Regions from separate parts of the Zea mays genome. Here region 2 is linked to region 1. A link is a contact called in public Hi-C data. All regions are on one chromosome and are shown on one strand. Each heading gives the region's core, a stretch centred on a gene start, on an enhancer-like site or on the middle of the called end of the contact. The rest is flanking DNA. Distances are from core to core; before and after follow the strand shown.

Region 1 (5,557 bases), core at 2,115-4,614:
CTGAAAAGGAATAAGATCGGTTTATTTCTTGGATTTTTTTGTTAGCTATGAAGCGTTTTGTTTAGCCGGTCTGGAAACAGCAGAGATCGAGAAGCGCTACTCACTCATGATCCAGAATCGTCTCTGGTGACTTCCTGTCGCCTGCTCCATGGACATGCGGGAATCTGGTCTTCCTCAGGATTTCCACCACATCCGCATTTCGTCTAAGTTGATCTCCATCCTTTTGGCCTGACGTTAAGTGGGTGCAAACGAAGCAGAAGCTTGTCTGATGCAGAGACATACTGATTGATATGGATCCCTGGAAAAAAAGGGGGTGGGCTGAAATCAGGAACAGGGCTCACCCAAAGAAAAGTTCAATAGAATGGATGCATATAATGCTAAAACCTTACATGATAGTAGGGGGAAAAAGTTACAGTGCACATGCAAAGTTTGGTGTAGATGCTATATATTAAACCCCTGGCAGAAATGAAAAGGTTAGCAAATGATACCTTGTTCCCAAGGTAGCCCATCAGACCTCTACCGACACATGAAACCTTCAAGTTCTTCACATGCTCCCTTATATCGCTTCGCACCCACACCATGAGGAAAATTCCAACCATTTGCTTGCTGGCAACTAAGCAATACCTGATTTGTCATTCCAAGTATTAATTTCAGCTCAGCGGAATTCAATGATGGAAAAAGTTCAGTGAAATACTAATCTATAACAGGGAACTGCTGGCTCAGAAAGCAAATTAACTTCGAGGAAATATTAGATATTTATCTTCAGTTACTTACCTAGAACCAGTGCACAGTGGAGCACCATATGCACATGGCATCGGTGGGAAGAATATACCGCTAGGTGATTCCTCGTCAATGTTCTCATCATCAGACGACCCACCACACCTCATGCTAGTGTCAACATCACTCGGCCTGCTCCCGAAGCTAATCCTGTCGCAGACACTGAATCGACGGTCCACTAACGAGTGTGGATCCATCATGTCGATCCTTGAGCTACGGTTGAAGGATTGGAACGAACGCCGATGGAAAAACGACGAGTTCCTTTGTCTTCTTGACGATCGCTCGAAGTCAACATTGAGCTCCACGATTGGATCCGGAGCTGGTGAGGGGGTGTGGTAATTATAGACACCAGAGCCTTGCTGATCAAGATTATTCAGAGTTTTTCTAACAAGAGAGACCCATTTCCTCGCTGGACCATTGTCTTCAGTCAATAGAACATTACCAGCATTCAAGGGAACAATTTCCTGAAACCTGGCACAACAACCTGAATTAGGTCTCCCTTTTTTGTATTTGAGTTCTTAGTTTTTAGTTCTGAGAGAAGCAATCTGGTTTAGCAAAATACAGAATTGTACCCTATCACATATATATCAGCAGCAGGAGAAGTGTGAAGCCAGTCTTCCAGATTCAAATGACTAGATGGTGACCTTCCGCCCACGTTCCATGTACCAACGAAGACCCTATGCACACGAGTATATGGACTGTCATGCCACAGGAGTTCCCTTAAACCAATGATTAGTGGGTTGGTCAAGAAGTCTTATAAACGGAACAATCCATTTTACCTGTAGTCCTGTGTGTTTGTAATATAGGCACCATCAAATCCGTTCCCTACTCTACCATCTCGCTCCACATTCCTCTTAGGCAACCTCTCTATGTATGCAAACATAAAGTTAACTCAGTCACACTCACCGTGAAACATAAAGTTAGCTAGATCATGGCGTTTGTAGTTTAGCACGAAATAAAAATAAAAAAACTGAAGATATCACAGTTACTGTCAGGGGGCAGCAAAATGTACCTGTCCTACTTTTCTTGGATTTACATGCATCTCTATCAGAGAAGCTGCTGGTCCTCCACTGCACTCCGACTGAAATTTTCAGAGAGAATTTTTAGCACAGATACAAAAAAACTAAAAAGAGAATCCTAGTTTATTGTAGGTCGCTAGCACATTCTGCTTGCGTCTGCAACCGTAGGGGGGAAAGGTTGACTGAAGAGAACAGGAAGTACGAGGCCAATTTGCACATGAAAAGAACAGGCATTCTGATCCTACTGCAACCTACTGTGGTAAAACAAGACGTTTGATAACAGAAACCATGCCGAATATTATGTGCAGACTCTTAGCTGTTAGATCAGAATCAGATAGTGAGAAAAGACGTGGTGGGGTGCTGCTAGATGAATGTTAATGTACCTTCCTCAGCTGCATAATCCGAATGGAAGTCCTTCGCCTTTGTTTTGATGTTGAACCACTTCCTAACAAGGGTCTTGGACCAGGACAGCTTTTTTTGCGCACCAATCACGACCGAAACAGGATCAGAGACGGGCACAGAGACGTGGGTACGAAGAAGATGGAGCAGCCGATCTGGAAACACGCTTACCTTGTTCTTGCTTGAACCGTCATCTCTCATTGTATCAATGCCTGCCTCCTCATGCAGCTGCAAGGGATGTGTTCCTCCCTCCTCGGAACCTCCAAAGTTGCGCGCTTTCACTTCCTCTCGAGCAGTATGTCCAAAAGGAATCGGGAAAGAACAGGATTCCGCCGCCTAATCTTTGCCCCCTTTTGTGAAATGAAATAGGCCGAACTGGCCCCTGTTTGTCCGCAGACTATGGGCCGGTGCCGGTTAGCGAACCGGTGAAGTCCCGGGAGCTATCTGGCAACACACCAAAGGCAGCGCAGAGAAGAAAGCAAGGAGCGAAGGGGGGGCAAGGATGCAGCTAGAGAGATCACGGAGAGAAGATAAAAAAAAGGAACGCAGGACGACACCCTCGGCGTGGCGACAACCTGTAACTGTTGGTGGCACCCCCCCAACACCAGAATCGCTACCACACACGAGAGCAAAGCAAACCTAGAGCTGGGGTTGCCGGATCAATGGCGGAAGCAGCTAGGCGCTGCTCCGGGCCGTAAAGGAACGCCCCCCAAGAGGCAGCACAGGAGCAGCAGAAGTAAAATGAGCGAGCCTAGGAGCCGCGCCCAGGAACACCGCGGAAGGCACGGAGGCGACCAGCGCTGGGGCGCCTCGAGTCGAGCAATGCAAGGACCGGGGCAGCAGCGCAGCGGGTGGCGCGGCCGCGGATTTGAAGGCCTGGGGAGGGAGATGGGCGGGGTAGAGAGAGAGGGAGGCTGCAGAGAGTGCAAGGACGGACGGACACGCTGCTCCTCGCCTGCGCGCTCGCGCTGTTCGAGAAGGCAAGCTGGGCTGGGCGGCAGAGAAGCAGAGGAGAGGAGGGTAGAGGAGTGGGAGAGCAGCGGCGGCAGTGGGCAGTGAGAGGGAGGGGGCAAAGGAGCTGAGAAATATATGAAGGGAATAAAGGCAAAGGCGTTGGGCCCCTTTCTTTTCCCTTCTACGGTTCTAGTCCTCCTACAATATAACCTTTGCTCTTTAGCTCCAAAACCAAGGCGAGATTGTGACCTTTGTAACGTTTCTCTTCCTACCAAGATCGCCAGATTGTAAAATTGGGCATTGGTATTAGTATTAATAGATCTTTTCGTATAAATCATGGCAAACCCCACCACAGGTTTTAGCTCTTTGGCAGTAGGAGTACTACTGAACCACTGCAGCACCCAATGCCGCTGTTACTAGTTAGCAAATGTATAATGCTAGCAGTTACAATATAGACTACTCCCCCCTGTCCTCTAATACAGGTGGTTCTGATTCCGAGTTTGTTTCAAATGAAAATCTTCCCAAGTCTGTTCAATGTTTTCTTCTGAAAAAAAATACGAACCAAGTGAGCACCCTTAGATCCATTGTTTAAAAATACGGGTCCTAAGTTAAATTGATTTATTTCATAACAGAGAGAGTATTCTATTATTTGCCTCTTGAAAAACTTGGACAATCTTATACTGGTATGACTTGGTACAAAATCACAGTTCATCGTACAATAGGACGGATGCAGTATTTTTTTCTTCTCAAGGCCAATCAACTCAATCGCTTTCAAACAACTGAGAACTCAACAAGCCGAAAGAAAATCTCCAGTTTTGAGCTTCATAATCGTTGACTTCTGGGATCTCTAGAATGTTCCTTGTTAACAGTACCGGGAGACGGTGATCGTTTTAAGCAGCAGCAGGGTAGTACACTGGACACTGGTACCCTTGGAGGGGAGAAAAAACAGTGCTTGGTTGGTCAATGACTAGATGGAAGTATCTGGACATATCGTCGATGTCATGTACAACCGAAAATACAGGAGTACTAGTTCGCTGCACGGTTAGTTCATTAACCTTAGGGCTAGTTTGGTAACTTCGTTTTTTTTCAAAAGTTTTCCATTTTACCGAGGAAGATTAGTTTTTTTCTCTTGAGAAAATGAGAATTTCCTGAAAAAATAGAGTTGTCAAAATAGCTCTTAGTTGGGCATAAACAACGTGAATTCAATTGTCGTAGGTGTTCCTTTTTGAATCCGACTTTACACAACTCAAGTGATTCCAAGAGTTTCACTCGTGTGGCATTGAGGTAGAGCGGCTTCATGCTAGAGAGGGGCTTCATCCGGAAAGATTTTGAGTAGTCAGATAGTTTAAAACGTTTGAGCATTTTTTTAGAACAACTAATGTCCTATATGAAATTAATCCAAAAAACAACAAACCAGGAGTGAAGCGGCTTCATCCCACCATATTCCAGAACCAAACACTACTAAGACCCAATAAGCTATGTCTCCTATATTTTAGAGAAATAGAAAAATCTCTCAAAAATGGTAACGTAGTGATAATAGCACGGGCCACAAACTTGCCAAGCAACACAGAGAAATTGATTGAGTTCCCTAGCTAGTGCATATATCTCATGAGCATGTCCCACTATTGAACGATTATCAGCCATTCTGCAATTCGCTACCAACATAAAAAACACCAAATTTTGCCTCAAGTGCAATCCATAATCTTTTAAGGGCTACTTTGAGAACCTCAATTTTCCTATGGATTTCTATTTTCCCATAGGAAAATGAATTAATTTCCCATGGGAAAACAGAAATCCCTTGGAAAATTGTGGTTTCCAAACTAGCCCTAACAGTTGTGTATTTCCGTCCATATATTTCTCAGCAAGAACGCTTATCAGGGTGCCTCCAGATAGGTTATCGGTAACCTCGAAAGACTTTCTCTTCATCAGGAGAAAAATGTCCGAATTTTTCCCGTGCGGTGTAGTAGCAGCTCATATCTGCCTCCCTGCCAACCATATAGGATCATTTTAGCATGTCACCTCTCATAGTTTAACCAATTAGATGCACCTGGCTTCAATGCGGCAATGAAACCACTAATAAAAGAAACTGTCTACTATTATACTTTTGTATTGGTAGGAATTTAGGCTTTTCTATATTTGACTTAATAAAAAAATAGTAGTAAATTCATGACAATACATATATATACATGCGTGACCTACAAATAAACGCTACGGGGGCAACCATAATGAATAATACTGATTGTTAACAACACAAATGTCTTGTTGAATATAAAAGCACTGAGGGCTAGTTTGGCAACCGTATTTTCCCAATAAATTTCCATTTTTTTAAAGTAAATTAGCTTATTTTTCATTGGGAAAATAAAAATCCTTTAGGAAAATGAGATTTCCAAACTAGTCCTAAGACTATA
Region 2 (5,557 bases), core at 1,936-4,435, 150 kb after region 1:
AGTAGGAGGAGTTCTTGTTCTGCACGTTGATCATCTGCTCGTCCACCTCCTTGGTGCTCATCTTGCCCCGGAACATGGCGGACGCCGTCAGGTACCGCCCGTGCCGCGGGTCCGCCGCGCACATCATGTTCTTGGCGTCCCACATCTGCTGCGTCAGCTCCGGCACCGTCAGCGCGCGGTACTGCTGCGACCCGCGCGACGTCAGCGGGGCGAACCCCACCATGAAGAAGTGCAGCCGCGGGAACGGGATCAGGTTCACCGCCAGCTTGCGGAGGTCCGAGTTCAGCTGGCCCGGGAACCGCAGGCAGCACGTCACGCCGCTCATGGTCGCCGAGATCAGATGGTTCAGGTCGCCAACTGCATGCACATTCGTTTGGATTCATCCGTTGGCAATTGTATTGTATGCGCGCTGGCATTTTGGCGGCATGCATGAAAGCGAACAACGAGAAGATAATGCTTACATGAAGGGTTGGTGAGCTTGAGGGTGCGGAAGCAAATATCATAGAGCGCCTCGTTGTCAAGGACCATGCACTCGTCGGCGTTCTCCACCAGCTGGTGCACGGACAGCGTCGCGTTGTAGGGCTCCACGACGGTGTCGGACACCTTGGGCGACGGGAACACGGAGAAGGTCAGCATCATGCGGTCTGGGTACTCCTCCCGGATCTTGGAGATGAGCAGCGTGCCCATGCCAGAACCAGTGCCGCCACCCAGGGAGTGGCATACTTGGAACCCTGTCAAATATGCGAGGCGATGTCAGTGTCAGACAGTTTCAGTTCTGGAGACGCTGTGACCTGTGAGAGTGATCATAGAGTCAAGAGTTATGCTATATGGTTCAGACTTTTTGGGCTGTTAGGCATCAACAAAGTTTTCTTCGGTCCATCCGTCCATGTACAAAGTCCGCCGAAAAGGCATGAAACCACACGAAACTTGGTCTCAGTGAATCATACAGAGCGCCAAGTTGTGCATTGTATAACTGACTTTTTTTTATGCTGCTTTGATTAGATGCGCTAAAATCCATTTCACCTCATGTACGTCTAAATGCAATCAATCATGCAAGTATATACACTAAGCAAGTAAGCAACATGAGTAATCCTCCCAACCACCTGCCCACTGGGCACAGCTTGTCTCAGTGTCTCATTCGCTGCAACCACCACCGACACTGTTACAGTAACAGCAGATCTAGATACTTGTTTTTTTTATTTGGGTAGGTCGTAGAGCGTTGTCATCAATCAGAGCATGATAATACCATTAGCAGTGTATAATTGCGATAATCTCAAGAACTTTCACCGGCTCGAGAAGACGTTGACATGTGATGTAACATGCTTCAATACTGGAAACTGGTTTCTGACCGACAAACCAGGTCATTTGGTACCTGAAATTACTGAAACCCACATCTCTAGTCTAGAAAACAAAAGTGTAAATTTATAGGCAGCAATTAGTGATATTTTGCTGTTCAGTAAAACTAACGTTCACATATGTTCAGCTAGCAATGAAACTAACATTCACAAACGGGGCACATATGTTCACTTTTTTTTATTAGCGCAGATACAGACCACTAGCAAAGTTGCAGCACAGATTGCAAAGAAAAACTGGGCACCAGGTGATACAGGCCTAATGTACATTCTTTCCAGAACTGCAGTGTGCGAGTGAGAACTATTAAGTAATAACCTCATGATTACTTTTGGTTAAAAACTAGCTACGCCAACACACAGAAATGTAAATGTCAACTGACAGAGCTCATCTAATATTATGAATGTTGTGTATCAACAAGTTTTTATTTCAAATCTGCAATTATTAAGTCCGTGAGTGTGTCTAGCAAATAATTAGAAAACTATCTTACGTGGCTTACTTATCACAAAATTTCAGTAATTTCATTCAACTGAACATAAGCATCCAAGATGAATGGAAATGAGTTCTAAACCATCTCAACGGAAATCGGAAAGTGAATGCAACTTGTGGGACAATGGGAGTATCAATTCAACAATACTACTGCAGTAAGGATGATCAGGAAAGGAAAATGGTAGTTCTTTTAGCAGTGAAAAATGATGTTGTCTTTCAATTTATACTGCCAGTAAATGAGGCATTGTTTGGATTTCAAGGAAATTATTATAAGTTCTTTCCTTTTGCAATGAATGGCCTCAATATTCAAATAGGTTACGTTCCCTGAATCTGTTTAATTCAAGAATTCAAATTCACCAAATTGGCACCAACTGTACTGGACGATCTGCTACCTATGAAGGCCTCCCTGTACATGCTGCTAAGCTGGCATATTTGTTTCTTTCATTTATAATGCAACTAATTTCTCCTGTCGGGTGCTATAATATCGTGCTATTCCTGTCCTCACGAAAGCACAAGGATCAAGCATTGATCCATCCATCCAGCAACCGCGTGCATCCCACTATGCCTATTAGAGGCAGAAATGCAGGTTGATCGCAGATTTACAATTTACGTGACAAATTCTAACACTGTTGTGCCAAATTTGGGCCAAAATCAGTGTTCTCTGCATTTGTGTCCTCTTTCCCCGACGCTCAAATGCCCGATCTGATTTATGAGACAGAAGCAGGCAATAACATGAGGGGCAGAGTTGACGATCGAAACAGAGCACGACCGATCGATTGAGGAAACACGAGATCGACGAAACCAACAGCTAGCCTAGCGTGGAAGTGACGCGTAGGGTGCATACCTTGGAGGCAGTCGCAGTTCTCGGCCTCCTTGCGCACGACGTCGAGGACGGAGTCGATGAGCTCGGCGCCCTCGGTGTAGTGGCCCTTGGCCCAGTTGTTCCCGGCGCCGGACTGGCCGTAGACGAAGTTGTCGGGGCGGAAGATGCCGCCGAAGGGGCCAGCGCGGATGGACTCCATGGTGCCGGGCTCCAGGTCCATGAGCACGGCGCGGGGCACGTAGCGGCCGCCCCCGGCCTCGTTGTAGTAGACGTTGATCCGCTCGAGCTGCTGCGGGGAGACACCCGAGTAGCATCCCGTGGAGTCGACGCCGTGCTCGCCGCAGATGACCTCCCAGAACTTGGCGCCGATCTGGTTGCCGCACTGGCCGCCTTGGATGTGCAGGATCTCCCTCATCTTGCCCGACCTGCCGATCCCTCTCGCGCCCTGCGCTGCGGTCTTGGGTGGTGGTGGTTTGTGGAGGGGGCGCGAGGGCGTGGGAGCGATCGAGCGAGGCCGAGGGAGAAGCGAAGCGGGTGGGACGGAGGGCGTCGTGGGGGGCGGTCAGTTATATTGGCAAGGTGGCCACCCCCGTTTTGGAGGGATTCGAACGTCGTATGGGTCCACCTGTCGGTCCCTGTAGCTCGTCTTCCCACGTCGGTTGTGCATGGACCAGGTGTATCTACAGTTTTGCTGCTGCTGCGGTTTCCATTCCGCGTCGCTGGAACCGCAAGTGAAAGCTGTGCCTGTGCTTCAGTTAATCAGTTCATAATCGTGGAGCCGTGGACCAGGTGCGTGGAATATACGTACAAGACTGGGGGGAGTAGACGGTAGACATGGTGCCTGGAGGTGGGGCCAACAGAGAGCTGCAGGTGGGGTACGCCAACGTTGGGCCGTCCTCTTTGTACCTGCTTATTTTTTTTCCTACATGGTGTGGGTCACCACCAAATAATTGGAGACTGATGCGATTCTCAGCACACTTTTGCAAATATATGATCATCTTTTCAAATATATGTGCAATCAACTTTTGGTTTGTGCGTCGAATGAAGAAGAATACAATTTTCGTATTGCTATAGTTCACCTCAAAATTAGAATTACACAAACTCACAATAGGTCACACAAAAGAAAGGAAGATAGTTTTCGAACTCAATCTAAAACTAAAACTTTCCAAAATCTCAAGACAGCCCAACGACAATGCTTCAAAATCTGTAGATGGAAAAGGTAAATCAGCAAGAGTCCAACCATTTCACGTTCACACTCCTCGCAATGGGTATTTTCCATTCGTAGTTATTCGTTTCCAGCCAGAATGCCAGATAAAAAATACGAGTACGAAATGCGCACTTGAATGCAAATTAACGTTTCCAGCTTGCTACTGTTAACCCAAGATAAAACACACGATTTTAATTGGCAACCAAACATTTTCCACTATTTACCGCCCGCTAGTTTATTTTTAAACTAAAACGCGACAAATAAAAAAGAATGAAGAGAGTAATAAACTTACATGAGAAACAACCGACAATTACTGTTACAACTAAAATAGAAACGCTCACAATTCAAGATGATAACATAAAAATTTCTATCTGTCGACACAACCTTCATTTTTAAAATGTTGGTTGTATTTTTTTACCAAGCTCCTCTACTTTTTACCACATTTATGGAAAATGCACATGTTGGCGTCGATCTGAACACCAAACACTTGGAGTGAACCACATGACGGTGTTCTCGGCGGAGGCGTGGACGGTCTGCGGCCCTGGTCGGACAGTTCACGACCTGCGCACAGGAGCGGCTCCTTCCGTGCGTACGCTCGGACGATCCGCGCCTAGGGCCGGACTTTCCGCGATGGCGCAGGGTCTTCTTCTCCGTGAAGAACCCTAGAACTCACCTCTAGGTAGAAAGAGTTTTAGGGGTTGCTCCGAGGTCGGTAGGCCACTCGGGACGTCCCTAATTGGCGTAAAGTCGAATAGAGATGGTTGTGAAAGACTAAACTAGAGCTAAACTAAGCCTAGATTACCTCTAATCCTAGGGAATGGAAGAACAATACAAAAAGGTAATTTGCTATTGGATCGATTATGGGGGTTCAATCGGTCGTAGCCTTTCATCTATATAAAGGGGGAGGTCTGAACCCGGTACAAGTCGATTATCAAGTTAACCCTGTAGGTTTTGCTAACAAATCCCGCTAGAAACCTTAAACCCTAACTGATTCTATGTATGCGTGGACCGTCCGCGTCACCACCACGGACCGTTCGGTGGTCATTTTGGTGCATATGTCCCCCTCATTTTGGTGGATGTTGACGAATCAAAAGCATATGTACTGCTAGCACTCCTCAGAAAACAATAGATCTCATAAGTTATCTTGTTCCCGAAGTAAGAACTAAGCATGATGCAAGTCATTGGCTTTTCAATCCAATAAGGTGATCATTTAATAGAGCTCTAATGCATAAAGACTATTTCGGATTGCATCTTTCTCGACCATGATCATCTGATCAATGGATCAAAAGGTATAGAATGGAGGTGTCCCCCAGCCTGAATAGGCAAAAGGACTATATATGTACCACAAGTTCATCATCATACTATTCCATATTTGAACAGGATAACAAATCAATGATGAGTAGACGGGTAGAAAGTATCTTGGCATCACTGGATGAATAGGCGACACTTGTTGCGTCGCGTTTTGGGCTATTTTATTCGGCCGTTTTGTTTTATCGGGTGAGCGGGGTTTCTTTGTTGGTCGATCGTGTAGAGCAGCCTTTTTGCTAGCATATTTAGAGAGCAATTGATCAAATTGTCCGACCATGTGCACTATGTGTACTTTACCGTTGTCTCCCCTTTTCTGCTTTGCGTGGAGGTCGATGCCTATAGCCATGTGATAGTCGCCTAGAGGGGGGGGGGGTGAATAG

Evidence for each region. Hi-C and Micro-C count contacts between places; a contact is called where the count stands out from the background.
Region 2: a contact with region 1 is called in a Hi-C map of leaf, with 6 times the contacts expected there. The contact joins the promoter of LOC542416 here to the promoter of LOC103643778 in region 1. A contact is called at or near these places in 2 of 25 Hi-C or Micro-C datasets (ear and leaf).

Annotation. Positions count from the first base shown.
Region 1 is chr1:264,924,138-264,929,694 of Zm-B73-REFERENCE-NAM-5.0, forward strand. It overlaps LOC103643778 (type IV inositol polyphosphate 5-phosphatase 7), which reads right to left and starts at 3,365. Exons shown (of 13, transcript XR_561296.4): 1 at 2,367-3,365; 2 at 2,180-2,267; 3 at 1,790-1,858; 4 at 1,557-1,644; 5 at 1,350-1,454; 6 at 775-1,248; 7 at 489-624; 8 at 105-298.
Region 2 is chr1:265,076,825-265,082,381 of Zm-B73-REFERENCE-NAM-5.0, forward strand. It overlaps LOC542416 (beta tubulin 3), which reads right to left and starts at 3,186. Exons shown (of 3, transcript NM_001111986.1): 1 at 2,684-3,186; 2 at 462-731; 3 at 1-357. The coding sequence starts at 3,077.